2 separate regions of the Mus musculus genome follow, and region 1 is linked to region 2. A link is a contact called in public ChIA-PET data. All regions are on one chromosome and are shown on one strand. The core of a region is the stretch at or near the end of the contact, and the rest is flanking DNA. Distances in the headings are between cores, read along the strand shown. Region 1 overlaps Myt1 (myelin transcription factor 1). Region 2 has its middle 7.4 kb from the start of Oprl1.

Region 1 (2,700 bases), core at 125-2,624, 66 kb after region 2:
TTCTTTTTTAAGCCTGTGTGGCTTAGAAATTGCTATATAGACCAGGCTGACCTTGAACTCACAGAACTCTGCTTGCCTCTCCCTTGCCAGTGCTGGGATTAAAGGTGTATGCCACCATGCCTGGCCCCATCGTTTCTTTTTAAAGACCAGCTATTTATTGTTTTGGCTGTATTGAGTTTCTGAGTTTATTTCTCAGACAACCAAAATAGAGCCAAAAGTAATCTTCAGGTTTTGAGGCTTCTTGTTGTATTTGATATTTTGGTTCTTGACTTTGTAAAGGTTTGACACAGGGAGCTCAGTTTGGCAAGTGAGTATGAAAAGGGTCTAGTAATTGTGTTTAAAAAGCCTGAATGACTGGTCTTGCTTTTACTAAAGCAATGCAGAACAGTTCGAGGCAAAAACAAAACAAAATTAAATGAAAACAAAAACAAAAATAAACAAACACCCTCCAGTGAGATTGCTTTTAAGATAGTACCAAGGAATCAAGTTTAGTGCCTGGATAGAGACAGAGTTCTCTCAGGCTAAAGTAATAGATATGGCTGAATACAGTGTTTGTATTTGGAAATTATTTTCTCCAATTTTCCTATACAAGGTAAAACTTGATAAAATGTCAGAACTAAAGTTGTGCTCTATCAGCAGTGTAACATTGATGTTAGAGAAACAGCAGATGTTCCTGGGAAAGATCCCCGATCTCACAGTGGAGCAAGATTATTTGTCTGAACAAAGAGACCCTTTCACCCTCAAGGCAAGAGGCGATTGAGTTAATGTGCAAAACAGTTACTGTTTGTGCTTGGAAGAAATAAAAGGGTTGTTTAAAAAAACAAAAACAAACAAACAAACAAAACAAATTAAGGGAAAATTGAGAAGCACCTCATTGCCTTTGCATCAGTCAGTTGTACCATAGGCAGGGACCATTGATGTATGGAACAGGCAGGAAGTCTTAGGATCTGATGCCAGGCCAATTAGTCAGTGAGTCTGGGCAGTGTTAAGCACAGTGCTTCCCTGAGCATGATGGCCTAATAGTTATACTACTTATAGGTAAGAGGTCTATAGATGCCTTCTGCAGTACTTTGTAGAAGAAAGCATGTGAATTTCTCACACATTTTTTGCCAGATGCCTCTACAGCAGCTACCACTGTCAATTTCAAAAGTGAGAGGAGAATCACCCTTTGGCATTGACTTCACAAGTCATCCAGATCCTATGAGCGCATTTTCATCATACTAAAGAGCCTGGCTTCTCTCCCACAAGTTCAGGAGTTTCCTTCTTAAATCAAAGCTATGCAAACTGAAGAGAACTTCTTGTACATTGAACACTTGATGCAAGTAAATCGGAAAGAGAAGGTGCTCAGGACAATGAATGCCACAGCTGTTAGCTTCATCAATGGGAGCTCACAGTTTGCAAGCAATGCCCATTACACATCCCTGTAACCCTCTCTATTCTCTGCCCTTTGAATAATTTATCCACAGGAAATCCAAATTGCCAAGGCATACTTTAATCTAGCAGAATGCCTGCCAATTTCCTTGGGAAAACTGACACAAAAAGCTATAGATTACATTTCAGCTGAACACAGGCATGGGGCAATCAGATGTATTGTGTGCCCTGCCTCAGAAGGCGTTGTGCACTGGCTCAGTGCAATCGACGTTTGAAGGCTCATAGATGTAATGACGTCCCTTTGACACCTGCTCCTCTCTTTACTTTAAGTGTGAGCCATTGGTCCACGGGGAGCCTCTGCCTTAAAAATAGAAATTATAGTAATTGTCTCTGTTCTATGAGAAGGCTATAATAAACACATGGCTTATGGCATTATGCTCCATACCCTGGAGCTGACAGGTTGCATAAATTACCCCATTTTAATTTTTCTTCTTTAACAAATTATATAGATCACTGTATGCTATACTGCTTCATGGAACAGTTCACTTGTGAATTTCATCTGCCAACTGAGGAATTAATTTTGTTTTGTTTTCCTACTTGGTGAGGTAGAGGGTTGAATTTGCCAGTCTCTTCCTTCTGCAGCATATCCCATTCTCTTACTTCCTCCTTTCCAAACCACTCACACAGAGCTCTGTTGTCCTGGTATAATCCATGGTCTGGGAGAGATGTTGGTTTGCCTCCTATCTCTTCTGACTGTGGAGGCAGGTAGTAAGTCTTAACTAGCCAGTCTTCTGCTTGGGTGTACACCTGCTCCTCTCAGTCCTGTTATCTGTGAGAAGATTGTTTCCCACATCACAGAGTTTGCCAACATCTTATCTGTTCCTTCAGATTTGCCATGGTGACACAAGATGAGGATTCACCTGGGGACCCTCATCCTCAGATGTGCCCTATCTGTGGCTGTCACCTTCATAGTAGCTCTTCTGTGGTTTTTTCAAAGTACATGTTGTGGGCAGCAGCCCTATGGAGGCTTCTCTAGGTGAGTCAAGATTCTAATACACTTGACAGGTCAGAGGCCAGAGGCCAGAGAACACCTCAGTGTTGCTCAAGCAACCAATTTTTACCCACATGACACTAGTATATTAGGAATATTAAAACTTGTGTAGGGTAGGAAGACAATGTCCATGGGAGATAGGCCCTGGACTATATTAAGTGGACCCAGTTTCATCTCCACCAGTTGAATCTATGGTCAGCAATATGCCCTGTACCTCAGTACCTGCCTGATAAGGTAAGCAGTGGGTGTTACTCTTTGTGCCAGGAGCCCCTTTTATT
Region 2 (2,700 bases), core at 94-2,593:
TTGATATGCACTGGAATGAGGCATAGGACTAGGCTAATGGGTTTTAAAACCTGTTCTGCCCTTGGCAGAGGGACTTTAAGGAGCCTCTTGGTTTATGGGAGGGAAACTATTTCCTGGGTTGCAGAGGCTGCTGCCTTTCCTTCTCCCAAGACAATGACCATCTTTTCTTCCCACCCTCAGGGACAGTGGGTAAATGCCTTCACAGCTTTTCTTTGTAGACTCTTGCCTTTTGAGCAAATCTAAAAGGATAAAAGGATGGTGATAACAGAGCAGAGAACCCTTCTCTGGTGGCAGAGTGACCCTATACTATAGAGATCTACCTCCTGGCTCTTGTCTGTGTAGGCCCAATCTGGCTCAAGTTGACTCTCAGGCAGATGGCCCTTGTCAGGGGGCCTTTGAAGAGTGTCTTATGTGCCAAACCTTGCTTCCAGTACTGGGTTAGTGAGCCAATGCTTGGTTTTATACAAGTTTTAATGACACTGTCCATTTGTTTTTTTGTTTTGTTTTAGTCTCTCAGTTTATAAGCAATAGATATGAATTTCTCACAGGCTTAAAAGATGCAGGTGTGATGGATTGGATTCTATGAGATTGTGTTTTTGTTGCATCCTTACTTTATAGAAAGATGACTTCAGAGCTGCATATGTCATATTAATAGTAATAATGAGGTTATAGGGTTTCAACCTCACAACCTATTCCCATAGCAAAGTCACCTCATAACACCATCACATTGGGGGATAGGATTTCAAAATGTGAGTGTGAATGTGTGTGTTTATACAAGCACACCAGTAGTTCTTAGCAAACACATTAGTTTCAAACAGAAATTCAGCATCTGACTTCGAGGCTAGCCTGGTCTACAAAGTGAGTTCCAGGACAGCCAGGGCTATATAGAGAAACCCTGTCTCGAAAAACAAAAACAAAAACAAACAAACAAACAAACAAACAAAATTCAGCATCAAGGGAAAATTTCCCTCTTGATGAAATTATAGTCCCCAGGAGATTGTATGATTCTGATAGGTGGTGGGATTCTGGGTTGCTGACCCTGGCCATTGTCTTTAAGGAGGCTGGCCATTAGGGGAGCCTTAGAGATGAATATACCTCCCTGGCTCTCCAGGACTATATACCTTCCCCATTCTCTCTCCATTCTGTGTAACACAGCCTCACCCCTAAGTGTTTCTGTTTACTACCAGGCTTGATCAAGTCTCGTTTCTCTGAATCTGATTTTCCTTCTCTGTGCAAAGGGAACCACGCAGCCTTCCTCCTGGGGTTATGTGAAGGGCAGGATGTATAGGATCAGGTAGGTCCAAGGGTCTTTTTACCTCAGAAAAGGCAGGCTTCATCAGCTGCTTTAGGCACTTCCCACCAGAGGGCACTGTGGCCCTAATGTAGGCCCAGCCAAGGTCCCTGACCAGCTGTGAGAAACAGCAGGATGATTTGGGTACTTAGGTAGGTTAGGATCTCCTTGGCAGCAGGAGCCAGAGTGTGAGGGTTTTGTGGATTAAGTCAGACTCCCGAGTTCATGGAGAAAACCAGAGCTAGTTCCAACAGGATCCTGGTGAGAAACACCCTTGGTCTAGTTGGCTAGCCTTGAGGAATGACAGGAGAGGGAGGCCATTCCCTTTGCTGGGCTGTGGGTGGGAATAAAGGTCTGTATAAGTACTACTTACTAAATGATTTTGCCACTAGAGCATTGAAGGGGACAAGAGTTTGGAATCTTCAGAGAAAATTTGGCTGGTACCTCCTCTGTTGTGGTCAGCTCTAGCAAACAATAGCCAGCGGATAGGCTATCCCCAAGGGTGCCTATCTCTTTCACAGCCTGGTTCACTCACCAATGTGTTCCCCTCATGATCTTCACACCCACTCATCTTCCACTCACTCTGTTCCTCCTTCACACATTTTTTGCCAAGCACACCTGCTTTTGCCACTCTCTGTGGCCTGAACACGGTTCTGGAAAGCGAGGTGTTTTGCTGTATTCATTATAAGGGGCTCTTGTCCTGAAGGGGTTCTCTTACTCAGGAGCAGTGTGTACTAATTAGGCCTTGCTGAAGTATGACTATACAGTGAAGCAGGCACAGCTTGATCTCAGCAGAGCTGTGGGTGTGGGTTGTGGTTTAGAAAGTACCCATTCTAGGCTGTCCTCAACCATTCCTCTCTAATATTCAGCCTGTGTCAGGGCTGGGAGTGGATTTGGAGACTAGATCACACAGCTCTTTGCCAAGTTTTCCTCTTGACTTTCAGATCCTCTAGTTCCTGTGAGAGTACTCTAGAAGCTTGTAGAGAGCATCCATGTCTTGCCAGCAGCCGTGGGAGCAGGATTTCTTGAAAGAGAACCCAGCCATTGTCTAGTTTCCAAAGGACCTAGACCTCACCAGTGTTCTGCCTGAAGTCTCCTGGGAAGTTGAGCTGGAGCACTTGAATAAGCCACTCCCCAGTTTTGGATCCTCAGAAGCTAAACACTTCTTATCTCTTTGCTTCTAAGTTTTTGTTGCATAACAATAGGCAATAGCTTGGGGGAGATACTGGAAGAATGACATTTAAGGGTTGACTAGAGTTATGGACAGCCAATATCGTCTGGCTTAGATGAAGGTCCAAGTGCTCTGCCAAGCTCAAGTACTTGGTGGGCAGAAGGATGGCATATGCCATGAAAGTGTCAGAGTTCTGGGTCATGACAATATTTGTTTTTACTGCTGAAGTGCCTGTCCT

The links. ChIA-PET counts read pairs in DNA pulled down with a chosen protein or histone mark.
Region 1: a contact with region 2 is called in an RNA polymerase II ChIA-PET map of neural stem cells, with 5 times the contacts expected there. The contact joins two enhancer-like sites. A contact is called at or near these places in 6 of 39 promoter capture datasets (embryonic stem cells, hippocampal neurons, macrophages and 1 more), 1 of 15 datasets of contacts at CTCF or cohesin (large pre-B cells), 15 of 484 Hi-C or Micro-C datasets (the AtT-20 cell line, the Patski cell line, brain and 7 more), 10 of 115 datasets of contacts at active chromatin or transcription factors (a beta-TC-6 cell line, embryonic forebrain, embryonic hindbrain and 6 more) and 4 of 9 other capture datasets (adipose tissue, embryonic stem cells, liver and 1 more).

The regions. Positions count from the first base shown.
Region 1 is chr2:181,786,522-181,789,221 of GRCm38.p6, forward strand. All of the region lies in intron 2 of Myt1 (myelin transcription factor 1), which reads left to right. Among named protein-coding and RNA genes, the nearest start is that of Myt1, 21 kb to the left of the region's middle. Within about 2 kb of position 1,375, at least 8 of the 459 cell types and tissues checked have an H3K27ac peak or open chromatin away from gene starts, as enhancers often do. A contact at or near this core is called in neural stem cells and oligodendrocyte precursor cells, where this site is marked.
Region 2 is chr2:181,721,033-181,723,732 of GRCm38.p6, forward strand. No RefSeq gene overlaps it. Among named protein-coding and RNA genes, the nearest start is that of Oprl1, 7.4 kb to the left of the region's middle. Within about 2 kb of position 1,344, at least 11 of the 459 cell types and tissues checked have an H3K27ac peak or open chromatin away from gene starts, as enhancers often do. A contact at or near this core is called in neural stem cells and oligodendrocyte precursor cells, where this site is marked.